Regions from separate parts of the Mus musculus genome. Here all the other regions are linked to region 2. Evidence: chromatin contacts called from public Micro-C and promoter capture Hi-C data. All regions are on one chromosome and are shown on one strand. Each heading gives the region's core, a stretch centred on a gene start, on an enhancer-like site or on the middle of the called end of the contact. The rest is flanking DNA. Distances are from core to core; before and after follow the strand shown. Region 1 holds the start of Ddx50 (DExD box helicase 50). Region 2 holds the start of Hk1 (hexokinase 1). Region 3 overlaps Col13a1 (collagen, type XIII, alpha 1).

What was found. A called contact is a pair of places that touch in the nucleus more often than the background predicts. Capture Hi-C pulls out chosen DNA fragments and counts their contacts.
Region 1: a contact with region 2 is called in a promoter capture Hi-C map of adipose tissue, with 2.7 times the contacts expected there. The contact joins the promoter of Ddx50 here to the promoter of Hk1 in region 2. A contact is called at or near these places in 8 of 484 Hi-C or Micro-C datasets (CD4 T cells, CD8 T cells, embryonic stem cells and 5 more), 4 of 115 datasets of contacts at active chromatin or transcription factors (double positive thymocytes, effector CD8 T cells, embryonic stem cells and 1 more) and 2 of 9 other capture datasets (adipose tissue and liver).
Region 3: a Micro-C map of embryonic stem cells shows a contact between it and region 2, with 4 times the contacts expected there. The contact joins the enhancer-like site here to the promoter of Hk1 in region 2. A contact is called at or near these places in 1 of 39 promoter capture datasets (cranial neural crest), 1 of 484 Hi-C or Micro-C datasets (embryonic stem cells) and 2 of 115 datasets of contacts at active chromatin or transcription factors (embryonic forebrain and embryonic stem cells).

What each region holds. Positions count from the first base shown.
Region 1 is chr10:62,649,225-62,652,700 of GRCm38.p6, forward strand. It overlaps Ddx50 (DExD box helicase 50), which reads right to left and starts at 1,994. Exons shown (of 15, transcript NM_053183.3): 1 at 1,801-1,994. The coding sequence starts at 1,887.
Region 2 is chr10:62,338,393-62,342,024 of GRCm38.p6, forward strand. Hk1 (hexokinase 1) reads right to left here and starts at 2,029. Exons shown (of 18, transcript NM_001146100.1): 1 at 1,621-2,029. The coding sequence starts at 1,683. Hk1os (hexokinase 1, opposite strand) reads left to right here and starts at 1,842. Exons shown (of 3, transcript NR_168630.1): 1 at 1,842-2,020.
Region 3 is chr10:61,903,924-61,907,509 of GRCm38.p6, forward strand. It overlaps Col13a1 (collagen, type XIII, alpha 1), which reads right to left. Exons shown (of 41, transcript NM_007731.3): 6 at 1,331-1,357. Among named protein-coding and RNA genes, the nearest start is that of Gm30121, 10 kb to the right of the region's middle. Within about 2 kb of position 2,083, at least 49 of the 459 cell types and tissues checked have an H3K27ac peak or open chromatin away from gene starts, as enhancers often do. A contact at or near this core is called in embryonic stem cells, where this site is marked.

The sequences.
Region 1 (3,476 bases), core at 744-3,243, 310 kb after region 2:
CTTAGCCTAATATTCTATTTCTGCTATTTGGTATTCCATTCCATTTCCAAATGTCTACTTCTTTTTCATGAAGGGCAATCAATAAGTATATTATTTCTGGAGAATTTACAATATGAAAGCTACCAATATATAAAAACATAGTGAAATGTAAGGATGCACAAAGATATAATAACTTTCCTCAAGAATCTTTGGAAACTATTTCAAGATTTTATATATATATATATATATATATATATATATATATATATATATATATATATATATATATAAGCTAACTTTACAAGGAGCACATAAAACTGCCAATCACAAGATAACAGTAGAACAAGCCTTCGAAGGCAAATGAGGTAATGTTTTTATCTCATACTATACAAGTATGGTTAGAAAGAAACATTACCTAGACCATGTCAGAAGCAGGATTTAGGTATGCAAGGTTATTCAAGACAAACTAAATTAAATATAAAACTAAAATAACGGCTTGAGGTTACATTTATAGTCTACCCTAGAAGCCTACAGTAGTAAAATTCAAAGGGGCAAAGAGCTTTGGCTTGGGAAGATGAAAAGGTTCTAGAGATCACGGTGGTCGTGACAGCACAATTCTATTATAATGACATCAAGTCACACGCTTAAAATGGTATAAAAAAAATAAACCTTGAGCCATGGTCGAATTTAAACCCCAGCACTGAAAAATGGAACTCTCAAATGTAAATTCCAAATTTAGTACGTTCTACAAAAACAGAAAAACGAGAGTTGGGAATAGAGCTCAACGCTGGGCATTTGTCGGGCATAGTGGTGGCCTCACTTCAATGCCCACTGGGAAGGTGACATAAAAGGGTGGCTAGAATTTAAAATTTACCTTCGTGGTAGGTCCTAGGGGGTGTTTCCTCATCTCTAGCACTCTACAGAGTAAATATTTTATCAAGTGTCATCTTTCCCACAGTCATTTTCATCCTCATTCAGCTTTCTTTCTCCAGGTCAAATGTCTCCAGTAAAAATTTTACCTCTGCATTTTTTCTTAACACCATAAGATCCTCTATTTTTCGGGTTCTTTCTTTCTTTCTTTCTTTCTTTCTTTCTTTCTTTCTTTCTTAATGTCTTGGACGGAGGTGGGGATAGAACCTCTACAGGCTCCTGGTGGGCAGGGACTATTCTGCATACTTAATTAGTTTTATCTCCTCGGTCCTCAGCTAAGAGTCTGGCACGATTAGCCTCAATAAAAACCACAGTGGATTGAAAATACTGACAGTAAGGGCTATTCGTAATACAACCCCCACGAACTCCATCACAGCCAACCCCTGGCAAGCCTGGCTTTGACACTGTTCCTTAAGCCTCTATTACCCAATCATGGAGGATTGTAACCCCCTAGGATAGCTTTTCCCGAGACTGCTGCAGACACGACACCGCGACCGGGAGGCAACACATAGGCAAAGCCATCATCATCTCTGTCTCAACTCTTCGAAGGCCCCGGAAAACCAAATGAAGGGACTCGCCGCCTAAGAAAGGGAACACGAGCAGATTCCACGGCGATGGGAGCTCAAGTCTGCCCATCTCTCGGGAGAGATCCGGGCGCAGAGGCCGACGTGGGGCTGAAGTACCACGGAAGCCGGGCCGTTCTCCTCCAGGTCCGGGAGTGCGGCGATGGGGAATGGTCCCTGGGACCTCGGAGGGCTGAGCTCGGCGAAGGGGAAGCTGTCCCTCGGAAACTCGCCCCCGGTCCTGACAGGTCTTTCCCCTTCCTAGACAGCTCCCCTCCCCGCCCAGGCCAGCGCAGCCCGAGGGAGGCGCGGCCCAGCCGCAGCACACCTTTTGCCGCTCCTTCCTCTGGCTCTCGGACTCTTCCAAGGGTGCCTCGAGCTCCATTATGTCTCCCCAGAGGAGTTTCCCGGGCATTACTGGCCGTCGCAACCTCCCGCCCGGCTGCGGTGGCCGCGACCACCTACGGCCACCGAGAGCGTGAAAGGAAGCGGGGGCTGGGCGGCCCCGCCGGCCAGGACCGTGCGTCACTTCCGGGCCACGCACCTCGCGGCGGGAGCAAAGCAAGCCGGAACTCTACAGGAGGAAACTCTCCCAGAGAGTCGCAGCCTCCCTCGGCCAATGAAAACCTGAGTGGCCCCGATGGGCCCGCCCACGGTCTGAAGTGACAGGCTTCTCCAGAGCACGGGCCAATCTCCAGGAAGGACGCTCGCCTCCCCTGGCGCGGCACGCAGAATTCCAAGTGTTCCCCTCCCCCCGCTCGGAACGCCTCCCTTCCCAGCATGCCCTGCAACGCTCGCGCAGCCCCCTCGCAGGCGGCGGGGAGCGAGGGGCTGACGCGCGACGCAGCGGCTCGTGGGCAAGCACGAGCTGAGGCCGGCGGGAGCGCCACGCGCCGTACAGCCATTCGCCGCCGGAAACTGCAGCCCTCCGCCCCGCCCCCGCCCCGCCCCGCCCCCCGCAGTGGGTGGAGCGTTAGCCTGTAACGGTACCTGGGCATTGACGTCGAGGCTTCCCGGGGTCAGCAGAATCTGCAGGGGTCTGAAGCCGAGGGGCCGCCTCAAGGATATTAGCTCCTTATGCAGGCGTTAAGTTATGGCTTCACTTTTAGTTCTCACGTATCCCAGAAGAAACCAAACCCACCCGAGAAGCGAATTTATTTGTCCAAACTCAGTAGCGCTTGTAAGACTTGAAAAGTGATCGGAATCCGCGATGGGCACAGCGCTCTCACAGCTGTAATTTCCCAGAGTTGCAAGGCGAATGCTCGCTCCTATGAAACAGAATAGGGAAAAATCTAAAGGATAAGAAAAGCAAGTCCAATGTGTCTGACAGATGACCTGCTTGTAATACGTACATTTAATCTTAAGGTTCAGGATTAACTGCCTCTGAGGTACAAATTTATATGAAAGATATCAGTGTCAGCGAATTGACTTCTTGGTCTTTATGTATATTCACAAAGATTGGGCTCGATCCCCTGTACCTCACAGACCAGGCAAGCCTACTACCAATTGAACAACAATCCCAGTCCTCAAACCTTGTTTATCATGTTCTCTTTATTCAGTCAATCAGCTATTACATTCCTGAGGGAAGATGACACCAAACCTAGATGTAGGTACAGGGCATTCTTGCAAACTACATAATGTCTAGTGTAGCAGTCTTGTAATCTGAGCCTCAAACACAGGCCTTAAAAAAATTACAGCTACACGTCCTGAGTTCTATGATTAGACTTAAATAACCGGGACCACAATATTTTAAATTTGTGATAGCTTCCAGAATTCTATGAAAATAAGGACTGGCTTAACATCAATGACTTTGTCTGAATGTAGTCTTATGGATTCAGTTTTATAACACCAGGTGTGTTCAAGGAATGATGGTGAAAAAGGCTTTTCCCACAAGTTGGATGAATAGTTATGGGTCTCTACATCTAAATCTTTACAAATCTAAATCTCAATAGCTTTTCTAAATTCTTTTTCCTCTTAGCTACACCCAGTTCTACAGCAATACAC
Region 2 (3,632 bases), core at 779-3,278:
CACCCAGCACGGTGTCAGGGAGCAGCCAGGCAGCTGGCAGCCACACAGGTGGCTGTGGGTGTGAGGCTGGAGGCTTAGTTTACAAGGTCATTGGGCCTCCACCCACCATTGCACGCCTGAGCCACAGAGGGTATCTAGAGTGGGAGAGCTGTGGACTCTTGATTCGGGAGGCCTATCCTAAGTGCACTCTGCCCTCCTATCTTCCCTTTCCATGGGATAAGCATGTCCACCGCCATGGAAGAAACTCAAGCAATTACACGTGTTGATGCATAGCTCCCTGACATCAGGTCAGGGATGGGGGTGGGGGTGGGAGATTGACAGTGAAGCCCTTCAGCACCCTATTCCTGGTCCCTATTCAGGATAAGAGCTGCATCTCCAACAGTCTTGTCTCTCAGCACCTCCCCTTCAGCTGACACCCAGGGGGAGTCTTGGTCAAGTTCTCGAGTGGGAGGAGGGTCAGAGCCCCGCCCAGACTCCACCTCTAACCAGCTGTGTGACCTTCAGGAGGTCACAGTCCCCGGTAAGACTGCTTCTGAAGGTGCAGGATGAGAAGTCTCAGGCCAGGAAAGGACAGAGCCTAGTCACTGCCGCCTCTCACCTGTAGATAGTACCTCTTGTCCCAGTGTCTGTCAGGGTGATGATGCTATTAACCTATCCTAGGGTAGGTAAGGCATACCCATAGCACAAATAAAAATGTCCTAGGTGTTTTCCTAACCAACTTAGTCTATCTCAGGAAAAAAACATCCCGTCTTACTGATGGTGGCAGAAAAGTGAGGTACATCTTTAAGACCCACCAGCAGACGGCACTTTATACTAGATGAACATCACCCCTAGGACCCAGCGTCCATGTGCAAGAACTCACAAGTCACAAGGAACGAATGCCAACCCCTCCGAGCTCTTCAAGTGACTAAAGTGTCTTATTTGAGCTCCTAGGCTGAGACTGCCTGGAAATTACAGGTTTAGAGGAAGAAAAAATTCCATTCAGACGTGCGGTTCTCGACCTGAGGCCTATGAGCAAAGTTTCCGGTGGCCTCTGCTCCCCTCCCCTCACCGGAAAGCCAGGCGGGTCACCCCGTCCTCAGAGTAAGGAGCAGCTGCAACAGCTGGGGGAGCCCAGTGACAGTTTCAGGAGGGCATCGTATTCTCCAAATGGGAACCCCAAATATGGGATGCCTGGCTTCCAGCCAGCACCCCCGCCAGCTGCTCACTCACCTCCCCAGCCTATCTCGGCGATCACACCTTCCCCGCCCACGGCGCGCGTGGACCTTTCAAAACAGGCCTATAGACAGGCCAGCTGGTCCCCACCTAGACAGGTCTCAGCCCGGCACTGCGTGCGGGTACCCATCTGACATCCATGGTCCTTTTCAAGGACACTGCAGTATGCAATCCAGCCGTGGGAGGAAGGGGGGGGGTCTTCAGCCGGCCGCCCAGCTCCTCAAACCACAAGCACGCCCGCATGCCCACAATGCCCGGGTGAATCCCAGCATGAGGCCTGTCGCCTGCACCCTGTAGTCCAACTAGATGCTGTCTAGCCGGGAGAGGCCGGGGGGAGGATGCAGGCGGTGGCGAGCGGATGCGGGAATGCAAGGCTGTGGCCAGGGCGGCGCCGGCGGGGCTCACCTTTTTGACTTGGTCATCCTTCAGCTCGGTGAAGTAATATGCCAGTAGTTGCGCGGCGATCATGTTGACGGTGGGGGATGCGGAGAAGCAGGTGTGGGGCCAGTGGCTCCTCAGTAGCCCTGGTGAGCAGTGGTCCTCCAGCGGCGGATCCGCGACTCCACCTCCTCCTCCCTTGGCTCCTCCCCCTCAGTCCCTGGGCGGGGCGTCTGCCTGCTCTCTCCAGACCTCCGAGCTCCCGTCCCCGGGAGGGTGACAACCGCCAGCCGGCCCACCTCCTCAGTCCCCATTGGCTACAAGGCGCCACTGCCGCGCTATGGCTGGGGCTTCCCAGCCAGAGCAGGAGAATGACGGCCGCTCCCTCCCGCGCCGGAAAGGAGGCATCACCCTGCACGTTCCCCACGTAAGGAGCGCGCGGTCACGCGTGGTGGCACAGTGCCAAGCCAGAGTGGGTGGGGTGTGGGACACGATCTGGAGGGGACCAGAGGACAGATCCAGGACACCACAAACTGGAGAACGCGAACGGAGCCACACCCCTTCCTCGGAGATTAGGGCTCGTCCCCCACCCCTCCCATCCTCCCTGTTGGGGAAGCACACAAGTGGGCGTGGAAAGAGAGCGGAAGCCGAAACTAGGCGGCTTCACAGATCTTGCACTGGGTCCCTGTGCCTGCCTGCCATCGAGGATCCAAAATCTAAGGATGATGCTCGGAGTCCCACCACAGCCTGTCAGAGTTCACATAGCGAAACCCAAAGCGCCTGCCCCTGTGACATCATGTAAGAGCTCATGGTCCCCGAGTGGGAATTTTGGCCTATTCCCAGCCTGTCCCGATCCTCCCACCCTTCTCTAGCTCTTGGGCATCCGGGTTCTGGGAGGTTGGGGGTACTGTTCAGGACTCAGGTTGAGGGGAAATCGTATTTGTACCTTATGACAAGTAAGAACTCTGACATACAGAAGTGGCTCTGATTCTACAGGTGAGGAGTCTGAGGCAATGCGTTACAGTTGCTGCTCAGGAGTCGGGCAGGGTTTTCTTAGCTTCAGTGCTGGTGACCTGGCCGTTGTATGCAGTGTCTCTTACTTAAGCTTCCCTTGCAGGCCATGTTCCCATGACCAGGGCTGCAGCATCTGTCCTGAGGGAACTATAGAGGCTAACTTCTAGCCCACACCTGGGGGGCTAGGAGCCCATGCCTGGAACACCCCTCAAGTACCCCAGGACCCTTCCAGCCACCACTGCCCACTGAGAAAGAGGTGGTAGACCTGATACCTCTATCCAGGACACATCCCCACCCTGCCCAATGGCAGGTGCAGATGTGTCCTCAGTCACTTCTTTACCCCTAAGATGGAGCTGTAACTACTGATGTCTACACCCCATGATTTTTGTGAAAGAGCATAAACACTTGTGTCTAACAAATTAAGTGGGAAGTACTCTCATAGAATGAACTTGGGAGCCTACAGGTTAAAGTTTGGGGGGGGGGGCGCAACCTGTATATCGCCATTTCCAGGCCCAGGGAGGGCCTAACTGTTGTATTTAAATTATTTTCCTAATAGGATCTCCCCTCAAAAAGATTAGCATTTGAGGCCCACATAAATCTCAAACTAACACACACACACACACATATGCACAGGCGAACGCTACCAACATGGCCACCAGTGTCAGGACAAAATGGTTCTTCTAAGCTGCATTCGACTCTGCAAATGTAGTTCTGCCAGCCAGCTCTCAAGGCTGGGACATCTTTGAGGATGGAGGGTTGTTTTGTTTTCTCAGAGCTCTGTAGGTTGAATGGGCCATCTCTCTGCTCCCCGTGTTAGACTCACGGCCCCCTCACTCAGCCTTCAGCTATCACTATAATCTGTCCCCATACAACCCTTACCCAACAAACCAGAATTGGGAAAAAGCTGGCCAAACTTATAGGCAGGTAGGCACCTCTGCTATCCCTTCCCCCAACCCCTGTACCAAGGTGACTCAGTACACACACACACACACACACAGAGGCACTAAGGCTTAGCATTATTTCCT
Region 3 (3,586 bases), core at 833-3,332, 430 kb before region 2:
CCACAGTCTTTGTGGGCAAGGAATTGCACTGTAGTTTACAAAATGTCCTACCTCATATACAGGTAGCAGTGATCTGGAACTAGTAACTTCGGCACTGTGAAGCAGACTTGACTTAAGGCAAAATGGATACTTTGAAGGGAAACCCTGCTCCTTAGCAGCTGCCTGAGTGGGAAGAAGCTTCCTAATTTCTCTGTTCATTTCCTGAACTATGGCAGGGAAAACATCCCCATCACATAGACTTTCCATGGGATAAGACTAGAAGGTGCTTAAAATCACCACATGGTCTGGGAAGGTGATGTGTCTCACCCTATAGGATGGGACCAATATCTACTTGGAAGACCGCCCTGTCATATGATCAGTAGCTTCAGCCTCGGGAGACACAGCACACAAGGGTCCTCTCCAGCTGTGTCACCTTCTATCTGGGGGACCATGAGCATGTGACTTTCCTTTTCTGGGCCTAACGCACAGAGGAATGGTGAAGCTTTCAAGAAGGGTTGTCAGCATTACCTGAGCCATTAGAAAAGAACACTTACAGCCTGCCCATACAGCCTGCCCACCGCTGAGGAGCCTCGGCTAAAGTCAGCATTCGCTACTTTAGAGATGGGATACTCTGTTGCAATATCAGTGCAGTAACTCTGTGTGTGTTTGTGTGTGTTGTGGGGAGGAGGTCGGAGGTCTCCTGCCTGCAATTCCAGTTCTCAGCAGGTAAAGATGGGAAGATCTTTGTAAATTTAATGTCATCTTGAGTTACACAATGACTTCTAGGCTAGCCTAGGCTACAAGCCAAAACCCTTTCCCACAAAAAGAAAAAAGAAAAAGAGCAGAACAAAACAATCCACAATCCTGACAACACTGACACGCCCAGTGTCTACAAGGATGGAAGGAAAGCAGAGAACCAGGAACCTGCCCACGTTATTGCTGGGGACTCCAGACAAACCCCATACTCTCTCCTCTGATTGGATAAGTTATGCTCTGAAATCCCCAGAACCCACCAGGCTGCTCTCTCTGGATGTCCTCTCCCCTAACCTGGCTCCTGGCTTCCCAGGCAGGGTGGAAAGTCCTCTCTGTAACTCTGGGGTCCCCCTGGGTAGTCCCAGCTACAGAGCAGTGATAAGCAGTCTTTTATTCATGGGGGTGGGTGATAGCCCCTAGGAGAGCAATGGGGGCCTTTGCATATGGTTAAGGTAAGGCAGGGACAGGCTTACTGAGCTGGGACAGCTGAGGCCTTGCCTAGGAATCCCAGGGCTTCATACCAGGGCTCAGAGAGTGCTAGCTTAAAAGCCTTCCAGTGAGAGAGAAGGCTGGGTTAGAGGGGGCAGTGAAGACTCACCTTCTCGCCTGGTTGACCTTTGATACCCTGGACAGGCAGCCCCACGAAACACAGGGCACAGGGAAAAGAGAGACGGGGAGAGAAAAAAAGAGGATGAGAGACAGACACGGACAACAGGAATCCATGCTAATGGCACAGCAACTGAACAAAAAAAAAAATCACTGTGAAATAAGAAACACAGCACAAGACACAGATGCAGACACGCGACAGCCATCTCGGCCAGCAAGCACGTCCAGCTGGTCTACATCACTAGGAAAGAAACAAGGGATCCTGTCCAAGTGGTGCGTGTGTGAAAAGTGGGAGGTAGGGGGAGGGAAGGAGAGACAGGGGGGAAGGAAGGGAGGGCGAAGGAGGGAGGGAGGGAGAGAGAGAGAGGGAGAGAGGGAGAGAGAGAGAGATCCCTAACCCAGTCAGAAAATCTTCCTAATTAGCCAAATCCAAAGGGCCATGGGTGGGGCTGGGAAGAAGTTCCCAAGGTCTGTGATCATGAACCCCAGGGGCTCGGAAGGTCCCTCTGAGTCCCAAGTACAGAACTTTGTGAAGTAAGGTAAGATCGGAACCATTAGGGGTACCCATTCCTGGAACAGAGAAAGCTTGAGGCATGCAAAGGAGGGGGCAGACAAGGGAGGGGACGCAGGATGACACGGGACAAACAGAATGGGGTGACTGGGCTTGGGTGGCTCAGGCATGTAATCCCAGCTGCTTGGGAGACTGAAGCAGGAAGAATACAAGTTCAAGGCCTGTCTGAGCTAGAGGCTGAGTTCAAGGCCAACTAGGGACAACTCAGTGAGATTCTATCTCAAAGATAAAGTCTAAAGAGGGCTGAGGATTGAATTCAAGAGGTAAGATGCTTGCCTCATATGCTTAAACTCTTACATTGAGTCACCAGTATTACAAAAAAAGGGGCAGAGGTGGTAGGAGGTGAACATAGCAAGGATGCTGGACGAGTCAGAGTATAAAGAAAGCAGGATGCCCAGCCAGGGGTTCCTTTGTCACTCCAGTGGCGGGCAGCCTCCCTCCATGCAGCTCCCAACAGGCCAGTGGTGCCACCTCTGGTGACGTATGGGAATGACCCAGGAATTTCACACCTGGTCATTGGACACTACAGTCCTTATCAAGTGGCTTATGCCAGGCCCCCTAGTGAGCAGCCAAATGGGCCATCCACATTTAAAATAGCACCAGCAGTGAGAAGTTCCAAAGTGGCTGGAAAGGAGCTCTGCACAGGAGGTGGGAGGCTTCCGGTGGCCCCCCTACCTCTCCCCATTGCCACCACACAGGAAGCTCCGATGAGGGAGGGCAGGAAGGAGGAGCCGGAAGTACTTTTTGCACTAGGCAGAACTTCCTGCAGGCCAGCTGCTGCACCCAGCAGGGGGCTGGCGGGGGTGGGGGGGACTCCCAACATTTACCTAACCAAGAGCAAGGTGGTAGGCCAGTTGGCTTGGGTACAAAATCAACTTCACCTCCTTCCGGGGTAGATTTTGCCCATTAAAGGGGATCATTAAGGCTATAGTGAGACTTAGGTGCATCCAATATGATCGCTCCAGGAAGGATGGCAGGGTAACTGGGTGGGACCCAGTGACAGCATAGACAGACCCAGTGTCTAATGGATGGACTGATGGAACAGATACGGTGGGTGGGTTGGGGGGCAAGCAAGTGCCCTGTGTCCTGGTATGCAATCAGTGTGAGGACTCTGTGGAGAGGATCGAGACTCCCACACGCTGTCAGGTCTTAAAATGTTGAAAACCAACATACACTGCTAGCTGTACACGCTGACTGGTTTTTCACTCTTCCTGGGTACCAAGCCTTGCTGAGTATGTGTATGGAGGGGCAGGTGAGGGCGCAGTGGACAAGAGCTTTGAGGATGCTGAAGTCCCTGTGAGATACCACTTAGAGAAAGCCTATGCTAGGAATAGGGTAAATGTTGGATAAAATGACATCAACTGATGTGACAACACCCCACCCCACCCCCTCCTCCAGTACCACAGAGGTGGCCTCACAACTCACAGGTTGCATGGAGCTCTTGAACCAAGCTCTAGAATGTTCTAGGCCTCTGAGGCATCCGTTTAAAGTCAGCTCCTTCTTTCAGCTCTGATGCTAGGGGTGGACCACCCCTGGTCAAGGATACAAGTTTGCAGCCTGGTTGCCTGTAATCAAGTGTTTGCTTCCTCATTTCCTAATGTGTAACCTTGAGAAAGACATTTACCTTCAGAGCCTGGGCTTCTTCTCCTGGGAGTGCTGGGGGTGGGGTGGGGGTGG